2 separate regions of the Pan troglodytes genome follow, and region 1 is linked to region 2. Evidence: chromatin contacts called from public Hi-C data. All regions are on one chromosome and are shown on one strand. The core of a region is the stretch at or near the end of the contact, and the rest is flanking DNA. Distances in the headings are between cores, read along the strand shown. Region 1 overlaps HAS3 (hyaluronan synthase 3). Region 2 overlaps CDH3 (cadherin 3).

The links. A called contact is a pair of places that touch in the nucleus more often than the background predicts.
Region 1: a contact with region 2 is called in a Hi-C map of induced pluripotent stem cells, with 2.3 times the contacts expected there. The contact joins two enhancer-like sites. A contact is called at or near these places in 2 of 7 Hi-C or Micro-C datasets (induced pluripotent stem cells and stem cell-derived neural progenitor cells).

What each region holds. Positions count from the first base shown.
Region 1 is chr18:67,150,697-67,157,111 of NHGRI_mPanTro3-v2.0_pri, reverse strand. HAS3 (hyaluronan synthase 3) reads right to left here. Exons shown (of 4, transcript XM_001168498.7): 2 at 5,505-6,140; 3 at 2,009-2,110; 4 at 1-1,208. The coding sequence starts at 6,140. The coding sequence ends at 285. Among named protein-coding and RNA genes, the nearest start is that of HAS3, 6.7 kb to the right of the region's middle. Within about 2 kb of position 2,706, at least 2 of the 24 cell types and tissues checked have an H3K27ac peak or open chromatin away from gene starts, as enhancers often do. A contact at or near this core is called in induced pluripotent stem cells, where this site is marked.
Region 2 is chr18:66,746,082-66,752,282 of NHGRI_mPanTro3-v2.0_pri, reverse strand. All of the region lies in intron 15 of CDH3 (cadherin 3), which reads right to left. Among named protein-coding and RNA genes, the nearest start is that of CDH1, 29 kb to the left of the region's middle. Within about 2 kb of position 3,077, at least 3 of the 24 cell types and tissues checked have an H3K27ac peak or open chromatin away from gene starts, as enhancers often do. A contact at or near this core is called in induced pluripotent stem cells, where this site is marked.

The sequences.
Region 1 (6,415 bases), core at 1,457-3,956, 410 kb before region 2:
GGAGCCCAGGAGGAGGCTACTGCCTATGTGCAGATGCAAGCAGACAGGCAGTCTGAAAACACAGAATCCCCTGCAGCCCTGCATCTGGGGGATCAGTGTTGCCTCCTCTAAACAGAGCTGTCAGGCCATACTACATCACCGTTCTTTGCATTTTAGATTTGTCCTTTGGACCATTAAGAGACTAAAACACAGCACTCCCTCCTCCCTCCCACCCCGTCTTTTCTCTTCCATTCCCCTTCCCTCCCTTACCCATTGCACTTTACCCGCTCTGCTTGGGGGCCATGTCACACCTCAGCAAAAGCCAAGCTGTACTGCTCCGGCTTCTTCCCACATCGCCGGGCGATGATGGCCAGATACAGCATGAGGAGGGCCACCCAGTAGCAGCCATACAGTATAGCCCCAGAGACAAGGAAGGCTAGCTCTGTCTCACTGAACAGGTCCTGGCAATAAGCTGTGTAGGCCAGCCCTCCCAGGAGAACTGCCACCCAGATGGACACAGGAATGAGGCCAATGAAGTTCACCACAATGGTTTTTCGGCCAGAGGTGCCCCAGCCAGATTTGTTGATGGTAGCAATGGCAAAGATCTTGGCCGGCAGAAGGCTGGACATATAGAGGAGGGAGTAGAGGGACATGAAGATCATCTCTGCATTGCCCCGAAGGAAGCAGGCATAGGTGGCCTTGATAATGCCCACCAGCTGCACCGTCAGCAGGAAGAGGAGAATGTTCCAGATGCGGCCCCGGTAGAAAAGCTGTATAACCGTGGCAATGAGGAAGAAGGGGAAGAAACCCGTGACCACTGACTCGTAGGTCATCCAGAGGTGGTGCTTATGGAACCACAGAGAGTTGTAGAGCCACTCCCGGAAGTAAGACTTGCTCCAGCGGGTTTGCTGGTTGAGCCACCGGAGGTACTTAGTGGGGGTCTCTGTGAGGCACTTGGAGCGCGCGGTATACTTAGTTCGGTAGCCAAGGCTCAGGACTCGGTTGGTGAGGTGCCGGTCATCCCCGAAGCTGCACTTGCTGCCTAGGAACTTCTGATGGTACCAGTCCTCCAGGAACTGCTGGAGGAGGCTGTTGCGGTACATGCCCAAGGGCCCACTAATACACTGCACACAGCCAAAGTAGGACTGGCAGGCCCGCTCCACGTTGAAGGCCATCCAGTACCGCACGCTGCTCAGGAAGGAAATCCATGAGTCGTACTTGTTGAGGATCTGCAAGGGAATAGAGATGCTGGGCCTCCTAAGGTTGCACGTCGGGAGGACAGACATCAGAGACCACGAGGCCTCCTTACCATGGCTTCTGTGGCCCGCTGCTTAGATTCCTGGCCATCGGTTCCTTTGGAGCTGGGAAACCTGAGGCTCAGAGGAGCCAACCACACACAATCCCTGTCCCCAGCACCAGCTCTACCTCCCTACTGTGTCATCTTATCTGCAGAGATTTTCCCCACTAAGTGGCTCTAGCAGTCAAAGCCACCTTCGGTCTCAGGAGGCAGCCTGTGGTGGTGGCAGAGAAGGGGGCTTGGGAAGAATGCAAAACACCACCACAACCACCTGTCCTGAGATTTCTGTGGTTGGAAAGTTGTAGGGGACCTGGGATGCTGCTTCAGTATCTCTGGCAGATTGGGGCCCTTATTCTTACCGTACTGACCAGAGCTCTTCAGCCCATCTCCTAAGAGCAAGGGCTGCTCAAGGATCTGACTTTGGAGCTACTTGCTGTACCACCGGCCAAAAAGGAAGTACCTTCTAGGATGTATGGCCTCAAAATACTGTGCCCCTCCTGCAGTATAGACTCTGCTCCATACCTGTTTAAGTGACTTCCCCTCATGTGGAAGAAGAGCAAGAAAGGGGTTGGGCAGTGAGGGGGGCGAGCTCTTTGGTGTCAGTGAAAACTGCCAGCGAGGAACCTCCCCCCAATACTAGGAAGTCAAGACACCCATTTCCCAGGCATATCCAATTGGATTAGGAAAAAGAGTCCAGAGCCCTCCCCACAGATATCCCTGGTCTCATCTTACCTGGACATCTCCCCCGACTCCCCCTACTTGGGGATCCTCCTCCAGGACTCGAAGCATCTCGATGGTGCAGGCTGGATCCAGCACAGTGTCAGAGTCACACACCTGCAGAGGGAGTGCGTCGTCAGCCCATTCTGACCTCAGACCTGCACACCCTGTCCCCCACCCCACTGCCAGGCTGCTCACTGCCTGAGAGACATGACCCCTTCACACATGACTCACTTCCAGCCTCTAGCTAAGAGATCTGCGCTACCAGAAGGTGCCAGAGGTAAAATGAAAGTTAGTAAAAGTGTTCAGCTACCAGACTTGACAGCCACTAGGCTGAGAGGGAGAAACCCTGAAGACAGTAGGTGCCAGGCGTGGAGAGAGACATGCTTAGCACTGGACGCAAAAAATTGCTCTGGGGTCCTTCGGCAGAAGGGAAACGTCACTGAAATAGATGGCAGGCACAGTAGGGTAGCCCAGGACTAACAGGCTGCATATGGCCTTAAGTGACCCCACAGAATTAACCACAGGGGTCCCCGTGTCAGCCTCTGACCCCTTGGACAACCTGCAGCCCACTGGTGGTTACCAGACTACCTACTTGCAGGCACCTCTATGAGACCAGTAATAAGGCTGCTGGCCTCTGCACCCTCAACAGACTCCCTTGGCCGAGCCTCTCGGACCAGGGCACGGTATGGCTGAGGGCTCCCCCTGGAGGCTGCTCTGAATAGGCATGGAAGCTGCAGCAGCTGCCTCCAGGCAGACCCCAGGGCCAACTCTGCCCAGCTCTTGGGAGGCTTATGGCCTGATTCTAACAGGTGGTCTCATTATGAGTTGAACCCAGGCCACTAGTTGCCCTAGTGGCTGACTCCTTTTCTGGTTTCTAAAAAATTAGTGAAGTGGTACAAAAATCCAGTAAGCATTGGCCAGGAGAACTGGTTTACAGACCTGATTTACTCTGTGGTCACTGTTAGGAGAGCAACAAAGAGATCCACAGATAAACCAAAACCCTGTTCTGTAGAAGCCTAAGATCCTTGTATTAAAGTTGCTGAGTAAGATTCCTGCAGGAAAGGAGGCTGCCTCTGACACCACAACCCCACCCAGCTTTCTCTATGTTGGAAGACAGGGTGGCCACAGATAAGCAGTAGAAGGCTAAGGGGGAATCAGAACAGCATCAGCACCAGGCTGAGTCCCTCATATGTGCTTCTTCCCACCTCCCCACCAGGCATATCCTTACATCCTGGTCCATGCCTGGGAAGGGCCCAGGAAGCCTCAGGCCAGACTAGCAGAGCCTCCTCCACTTACAGGCCAAGACTCCCAGCACTGCTGCTGTTCTGCTGGTCTCACTGCTCCTCCCTGCCCCTGCCCTAGCCCATTCTTTATATGCTGCTTTGCTTCCTTCAGTCCAGGGATGTCTTTCTAACTGAGCAAGGTTAAGGGAAGAAGAGCTCTCGTGCTGCCTGGGTTTCCCCACTGGCTCGGGCACAGTTCTGCCTAGGAGGGAGAGATAACTCCGCAGCAGGCGGTTAGAAGACAGGCTGAGATCCAGCAAGCACTCACTGGCTCTGGCCCAGGGCAACCTTATGCAGTGATCCCAGGGCTGTAAAGAGACAGCTCAGGTGTGTGAGCCTGTTTGCTGATCCACCAGAACCCAGATGGCCAGGAAAGGGAGATGGCAGGGTGGGGTGGGGGTGAGATCCTATGCTTGAAGGGAATAGATGACAAAGTCACTGTGGCTTGAGCCTGTGCCAGGGCTCAAGGGCTTTTCCCTAAGCATTTGGGTCCCCAGGAAAGTTTCACAAGGTCCCACGACCCCAAGTGAACTGCAGTCAAACAGCCTGCTAAGCTCTCCTCACTCCCTCCATGACTGAGGAGGTCCTGGGCCTAGGAAGCCAGAAAAAGATAAACATATCAACCCTCATGCAGAGACAACTGTCAAAAAAGCCAGACACGCAATCTGAGTGAGCTAATTTTAGGTGGGTACACCAGAGAAAACTTAAATCGTATTAGGGGACTCAAAATGCTGTCAGCAGACTGAGTTGGTACACAGGTGGGCTGGCAGGACAGCCACTGCACCTTCAAGCACTGATCAAGTGATGGGCAGCACCCTGCTCTGGCAGGCGTGGAGGTCAGAGAACAGAGTCAGGAAGAGAGGCAGCATGGATGCCATCAAGAATCCTGGCCTAGGCCAGGTGCGGTGGCTCACGCCTGTAATCCTAGCACTTTGGGAGGCCAAGGTGGGTGGGTCAGCTGAGGTCAGGAGTTCAAGACCAGCCTGACCAACATGGAGAAACCCTGTCCCTAACTAAAACTACAAAAAGTAGCTGGGTGTTGTGGTGCACACCTGTAATCCCAGCTACTCTGTCTCAAAAAAAAAAAAAAAAAAAAAATCCTGGCCTAGAAATCCAGGGTCCTAGGGTTTCTACTTTGTACTGAAAGATGTGGTCTTTAATCTTTTCAACTCTTGAGGTTTTTTTTATTTGAAGATGGAAACCATATCAACCTAATACAATTTCCAGGCTTATGTCAGTGATTGCTTTGACCAAAGCTGGGCAGGGTTTAATCAGGGTCCCGCCCCTGCCGATGCTCCTACAAAATGAAGCTAGTCATTTGCACCTGTGTCTCTCACCACCTAGACATGACTTTGACACTAGGAAGAATGGGACTTTTTGGCCATAACTAGAATATTTTGAGTGTTTTTGAGGATGGTTTCTTTTGCTCTTCACCACGCTTTCTTATGAAGAGGTTCAGCCCCACGTTGCCATTGCTGAGGCAGTGCTGCATCACAGGTAAGAGAAGACTTGAGACAGACGGCCTGGGCGCAAATCCTGGCTCTGCACCCTACTAGCAATGGGACATTAGGCAAGTTACTTAGCTTCTCTGTGCTTTGCTTTCACCTTCTATGAGTGGAGATAATAGCACTTCTCCCTGGGAGTGTTAAGAGGATTAAAAGGGCTAACATGGAGCTGGGTGCGGTGGTGTATGTGCCTGTAATCGCGGTTACTAGGGAGGATGAGGTGGGAGGACTGCCCAAGGCCAGGAGTTCGAGGCTATAGTGCGTATTGATCATGCCTTTAAATAGCCATTGCACTCCAGCCTGGGCAACATAGTGAGACCCTTTGTCTTTAAAAAATAATAATAATAAGGCCGGGTGTGGTGGCTCACGCCTTATTCCCCAGGAGCCATTCTCCTGCCTCAGCCTCCCGAGTAGCTGGGACTACAGGCGCCTGCCACCATGCCCGGCTAATTTTTTGTATTTTTAGTAGAGATGGGGTTTCACTGTGTTAGCCAGGATGGTCTCGATCTCCTGACCTTGTGATCCACCCGCCTCGGCCCCCCAAAGTGTTGGGATTACAGGCGTGAGCCACCGTGCCCGGCCACCTTGTTGCCTTCTTAAGTGCAGAGGTGTGTGCACAACCCAAGGGACCTAGACCAGACCTCAGATTCTTGGCGGAGAGTTTGCCAGGCTGTCCAGACTTATCCCCATGTACACACGCTCCTAGGGAGGCGCCCTTACCTGGATGTAGTCCACCGAATCGCCGAGGGCCTTGAAGGCCGTGTACATGACCTCGCGCTTGCCTCCCCACTTCTGCATGATGCACGAGAAGGTGCTGGCCCGCACCACGTCCCGCACACGGTCCATGCCCTCCTGCAGGCTGGCCTCCGTCTCACCCTCGCCTGCCTCATGGAAGTTGCTGCGCCACACAAAGAAGCCGGCCTGCTCGGTGCCGCCCAGCACCTCATGGAAGATGTCCAGCATGTAGGCGTCCTCCTGGCGGTTGCCATCCACCACCATGACCACCTTGAGGTCAGGGAAGGAGATGCGCTGGGCCGAGCGCAGGCACTTGCGCAAGTAGTCAGGGTCCTCCTGGTATGCGGCAATGCACAGTGCCACCGAGCCCCGCCGCGGGGAGGGCAGCTTCAGGGCCTGGCCGGCACGTCGCATGCGCCGGTGCTCCAGGAAGGCAAACAGGCTCTGAATGAGCAGGTGCAGGCCCAGGATGGCGCCGTACAGGCCGAAGGACAGGTAGTGCTTTTCCGTGTGGATGAACTGGTAGCCCGTCACATAGGCTGCCAGGATGCCACCCAGCACTGCCAGGGCAAACAGGCTGGTGCCCACCACACGCAGGGCTGTCGTCAGCTGCACCGGCATCTGGCGAGAGAAGGCAGGAGATGAAGGGTCAGGCAGGAGGCAGCATTTCCAGTCCATGGGAGCATGGGTGTTCTCTGTTACTAGTGGACATGACCCACTGATCAAAACCGTTACCGCTTACTGAGCATAAGACTTGGTAGACTCAGAAGCCAGACTACTGGGGTTCAGATCCCAGCTCTGCCACTTGATGTCTGTGCCCCCTTACTCACGTCATCTGTAAAATGTGGGTTGCAGGACTAACCTCAAGGCATCTTTGAGGGTTAAATGGGCGACAC
Region 2 (6,201 bases), core at 1,828-4,327:
GGCGCCCGCCACCACACTCGGCTAATTTTTGTATTTTTAGTAGAGACGGGGTTTTGCCATGTTGGCCAGGCTGGTCTCAAGCGATCCGCCCACTTCGGCCTTCCAAAGTGCTGGGATTACAGGCGTGAGCCACCGCGCCCAGCCGGAGTTTTTCAACCTAAGCGCTATTGACTTTTCAGAGGGAGGATCATGTGCTGTGGGGGCTGTCCTGTGCATTGTAGGGGGTTCAGCAACATCTCTGGCCTCTACCCATTAGATGCCAGTAGCACCCCCACTCCAGTGGTAACAACCACAAATGACTCCAGACATTGCCAAATATCCCCTGAGATGGCATAACTACCCCTGGTTGAGAACCACTCGGTTAGGGTGACCAGCTGGGATGGCGAGGCATCCTCAGACTAGCAAATGGGAAGCCAGGGCAGCCCTTAGTCCTAACAGGGCAAGTGCAGAAACTGCCTTTCAGACCCCAGGGAGTGTTGGAGCCATGGAAGAGGGTCCACATGACAGGAGCTGTGGCCATAGAGGGTGCAGAGCGCAGCCAGTGCCAAACCCAGCCCGGCAGGGAGGGAGCAGGCGGAGTGATACTGCCACTTCCCCTCCTTCCCGCCCCATCTCCTGTGGGTTCCTTCCCCCAATGTAACCAACCTAATCCAGAACACAGGGCAGCTAGGGCTGCCTCCTGGGTGCAGAGCAGCGGGAAGAAGGGAAGAGAGTGGATCTGGGGGAAACGGGGAATTAACCAGCGCAGAGGCCATTGTGGTCATCCCAGTTGAGGTGCTGGTGGCTGGGACAAAGGTGGTGGTGGAGAATGGACAGAAGTGGTTGAATTCCAGGATATCTGGGAGGACTCCATGGATGATCAGCATGGGCAGTCAATAAAAGGAAGGAGTTGAGGACAAGGTGTTTAGGTTTCTGGTTTGGGCAGCTGGGCTGATGATGGTGCCGTCTTTAGAAATGAAGGAGACAGAAAAAAGAGGCCAGGCGCGGTGGCTCACGCCTGTAATCCCAGCACTTTGCAAGGCCGAGGTGGGTGGGTCGCTTGAAACCAGCCTAGCCAACATGGCGAAACCTTGTTTCCACTAAAAATACAAAAATTAGCTGGGCGTGGTGGAGGGCGCCTACAATCCCAGCACCTTGGGAGGCTTAGGTAGTAGAATCGCTTGAACCTGGGAGGCAGAGGTTGCAGTGAGCCGAGATTGTGCCACTGTACTCCAGCCTGGGTGACGGAGGGAGACCCTGCAACCCTGCTCACCCCACTGTAGACTGCACCTCCATGAACCCTTCTCCGGTCACCTTTTGAGCTTGCCTCTCTTGCTTGCCAGCACTCTAATTGACAAAAGTGCTTCTGCGCCGGGTGCAGGGGCTCGTGCCTGTAATCCCAACACTTTGGGAGGCCCAGGAGGGAGGATGGCTTGAAGCCAGATAGAGACCAGCCTGGACAACACAGTGAGACCCCGTCCCTACCAAAAACAAAAAATTAGCTGGGGGTGGTGGTACACACTTGTAGTCCCAGCTATTCAGCAGGCTGAGGTGGGAGGATTGCTTGAATCCAGGAGGTCAAGGCTGCAGTGAACTGTGATTATACCACTGCACTCAGCCTAGTAGATGGAGTGAGACCTTGTCCCAGAAAAACAACAAATAGGCTGGGTGCAGTGGCTCACACCTGTAATCCCAGCACTTTGGGAGGCTGAGGTGGGCAGATCACCTGAGTTCAGGAGTTTGAGACCAGTCTGGTCAACATAGTGAAACCCAGTACCTAATTAAAAAATACAAAAATCAGCCAGCATGGTAGCTCACACCTGTAATCCCAGCACTTTGGGAGGCCGAGGTGGGTGGATCACCTGAGGTCAGGAGATTGAGATCAGCCTAACCAACATGGTGAAACCCCGTCTCTACTAAAATACAAAAATTAGCCAGGTGTGGTGGCGGGCGCCTGTAATCCCAGCTACTCAGGAGGCTGAGGCAGGAGAATCTCTTGAACCCGGGAGGTGGAGGTTTCAGTGAGCTGAGATCATGCCGCTGTACTCCAGCCTGGGCGACAGAGCGAGACTCGGTCTCAAAAAAAAAAAAAAAAGAAAGAAAGAAAGAAAAGATAAAGCATTGGGGGGTGCAGGGCTGCAATTCTAAGGAGGATGCAGTCCCCTTCAGGGCTGGCATCTCTGACAGGCTGACATGTGGGTGATGCCTGAAGGACGTGAGGGAGCCGAGAGAAATCTAGGGGAATGGCATGCCAGGCAGAGGGCACAGCAAGTGCAGAGGCTCTGAGGAAACGTGGTTTGATTTGGAGTGAAACTTCAGCGTTTTGCCTGGCACATGGTAACTGCTTAATTTGTTCAAGTCCTACTAATTATCTTTTTTTTTTTTTGAGATGGAATTTTGCTCGTCACCCAGGCTGGAGTGCAGTGGTGGGATCTCGACTTGCTGCAACCTCCACCTCCCAGGTTCAAGGATTCTCCTGCTTCAGCCTCCGGAGTAGCTAGGGTTACAGGCGCCCTCTACCATGCCCCACTACCTTTTGTATTTTTAGTAGAGATGGGTTTTCACCTTGTTGGCCAGGCTGGTTTTGAACTCCTGGCCTCAAGTGACCGGCCCGCCTCGGCCTCCCAAACTGCTGAGATTACAGTCTTGAGCCACTGCGCCCAGTCTATCATTCTTGTAATTAGTGGGCATCGTCTTCCTGGAGTGCCTGGGTCGTCAGGTTCCTGGAGGACACACAGAGGCCTCAGCGCTCTGCCCTGTCAGCTATGGGCTGGCCGTGGTTTACCGGATGGACAACAGTGGGGACAGAAGTTGGAACGGAGCCCAGGCATTCCTGACCCGCCCCGCCCCTCTCAGATTCCTCCCCGGCCCGCCACACCCCTGCCGCTTGCTGGGCAGTGGGTACAGGGAATGCAGGGGTGGCTCCCCACCCCACCTCTAACTTGGAGAGGGCCTAATACCAAGCGAGGACAAGGCTGGCAGTGACCACCTGGCGATCCCCAACTGCACTGCAGGCTCAGCGCTAAACACTGAGTGCTTTTCCACCATCGCCTCCTAGGGGTCTCCTTTCAGCCCACTGAGAGGCCAGGCTGGTGAGTCACTCCCACATCTGCAGCCTTTAGGGGCTGCTGTCTTAGCCACCGCCCTACCAGACTACAGGGCACTCTCAGACAGGCTCCCCAGTTCCCCGAGAGAGGAATCTCCTAGCTCCCGCCTGCCAGCTCTGCAGCTGCCCACAGGCCCCGACAGGCCCTGCTGCATCCTCAGGGACTGAGGATAGAGCAGAGGAGGAACCAGGTTCTGCCAGCCCCGGGATGGAGCTGAGTCAGGCCTTTTTCAGGGCTCCTGGGACTGGGCCTTGCCCTGAACTCAGCCTCCAGCCCAGGCGTGAAGGAGGACACCCAGGACTGGGCGCCTGGGCCCCTGGCTCCTTACCTGTCCAACCTCATCTCTGCACACACTCTCGACCCATCTCGACCCGTTCCTCTGCTCCAGCCACACTGGCCTCCCTGCTAAACCCTGCTGACCCTGCTAAACCCTTAGCCCTTGCCATTCCTTTTATGTAGACAGGACACTACATACTTGCTCCCTGATAGCCTCCAGTCTTTGCCCAAATGCCACCTTCCCAGCAGTGCCTTCCCTGGCTCCTAGAACTGAGCCCTACCCCCAGGCCCTTCCTCCCTAGGCCCCATCCCAGCTCCATTTTCCTCCATGCTTCACCTTTTACTAGACCACGTATTTTACTGATTTGTCTTGTTTATGGTCTGTTTCTCATTGAAAACTCCCTTAGACTGGGCAGCAAGGGCCTCTACCCTGCCCTTCTGCCCCTCCTCATAGAGCTAAGGAAATGTGACTACTGGCCAGGCACAGTGGCTCATGCCTGTAATCCCAGAACTTTGTGAGGCTGAGGCAGGCGGATCATTTGAGGTCAAGAGTTCGAGACCAGCCTGACCAACACGGCGAAATCCTATCTCTACCAAAAAATACAAAGATTAGCTGGGTGTGGTGTTGTGCACCTGTAGTCCCAGCTACTCAGGAGGCTGAGGCACGAGAATCGCTTGAACCTGGGAGGCGGAGATTGCTGTGAGCCAAGATCACACCACTGCACTCCAGCCTAGGCAACAGAGTGAGACTCTGTCGCAAAAAAAAAAAAAAAAAAAAAGGAAATGTGACTACTAGAACCAGCATCTTTGTCCCTCAGGCCTTCCCCAGTTCTGTCCCCAGGCAGCCAGCACAGCCCAGGTGTGTACTCCAAGGCCCATGGGGTGGTCAATGGAAGGCTGTGTTGGGGGACAGTGGAGGGAGCTGGGACACATGGGTTGGGGTGCCACACAAGGAGCCTGGTGGTGCTGGATGGTGCTTGGGCTGGGTAGAGCAGGGCACTGGCCGCTGCTCCTGGGCTGGGACTCACCCTCCCCACAGAGCCACACTCTAGCCCAGTATTCTAGGTGTCTGTGAATTCAGATTTAAATCTGGCTCTCCCAATCACTGTGAGGATACACCTGTCCAAGTAGAAAGATAGAGTATCTTTTACTTAGGAGTTTGTGATGTTGATCTTGACACATTTGGTATGTGGGCCCTACACACATATTTACCTGCAGCCCCCATGTTAGTGCTGGGGTCTTTTTTTTTTTGAGACGGAGTCTTGCTCTGTTGCCCAGGCTGGAGTGCAGAGGCACGATCTCGGCTCACTGCAAGCTCTGCCTCCCAGGTTCACGCCATTCTCCTGCCTCAGCCTCCCGAGTAGCTGGGACTACAGGCACGTGCCACCACGCCGCGCTAATGTTTTGTGTTTTTAGTAGAGACGGTGTTTCACCATGTTGGCCAGAATGGTCTCGATCTCTTGACCTCGTGATCCACCTGCCTCGGCCTCCCAAAGTGCTGGGATTACAGGCGTGAGCCATCGTGCCCGGCTCGCTGGGCTTTTTTACTGTTTTCTGCATTGCTATAACCCTAGCACCAAGAACAGTGTCTTGAGGCTGGGCACGGTGGCTCACGCCTGTAATCCCAGCAGTTTGGGAGGCCGAGGCAGGTGGATCACCTGAGGTCAGGAATTCAAGACCAACCTGGCCAACATAGTGAAACTCCGTCTCTACTAAAAATACAAAAGTTAGCCAGGCATGGTGGCATGCACCTGTAATCCCAGCTACTCGGGAGGCTGAGGCAGGAGGATCACTTCAACTTGGGAGGTGGAGGTTTGCAGTGAGCCAAGATCGCGTCACTGCACTCCAGCCTGGGGGATAGAGCGAGACTGTGTCTACAAAAAAAAAAAAAAACAGTGTCTTGCACAGAACAGGTGCTCAATGAAGTTGTTAAACGAATGAATAAAAAAGCCTTAGATGATGCCACATACTCAAGGGGACCCCAGAAGTGGCTGGGAATGCTGTGGCTTTTGTGCTTCAGGGCTACAGAGTCTCAGGGTCAGTGAGGCCAACTCCACCTTGCAGGAGGCCATAAGCATTACCTGAAGGGCGCCTTCTACGGCCTGCCTGCCCCACGGCCCCATCTGCAGCTGGAGTTTATATCCTTAATTGTAAAAAGAGCCCACCTGGCAATCAAGGAAATCTAAACCCCAAAACTGTCTCTGCTGCTTCCTGATCGTATGTGGCCATTAACCTCTCTCATTTTTTCGTTTTTTTTGAGGCAGGGTCTTGTTCTGTCACCCAGGCTGGAGTGCAGTGGTGCAAGCATGGCTCACTGCAGCCTTGACCTCCTAGGCTCAAGTGAGCCTCCTCCTCAGCCTCCCGAGTAGCTGGGACCACAGGTGTCTGTCACCACACTCAGCTGAATCAAAAAAAATTTTTTTTTTAATAGAGATGGGGTCTATGTTGCCCAGGCTGGTCTGGAACTCCTGGGCTCAAATGATTTTTCCCACCTTGGCCTTCCAAAGTGCTGGGATTACAGGTGTGAGCCACTATGCCTGGCTGCAATTTCCTTTAAATAAAAGGGAACCATTGAACCTCTCCCCAGGGTTGTGAGGCGGGAGAACATGTAACTGACTCCATATTGACTGTCTTCATCAGTGTCCAAGGCCATTCCGGCCACCCAGCTGACTCCCTGTGTGGCATGTGGCAGCCAGTGCCACTGTTGCCTTCCTCTCTCCCTCCCTCCCTGCAGACCTGGCGCTTGGGCTGGGAGCTCTATGGGCTGTGGCGGTGGTTTGAGTGAATGGTGCCCTCTGCTGGGCGTGGGGAAAGAGCCTTCAGGGAAATCATACCTGAC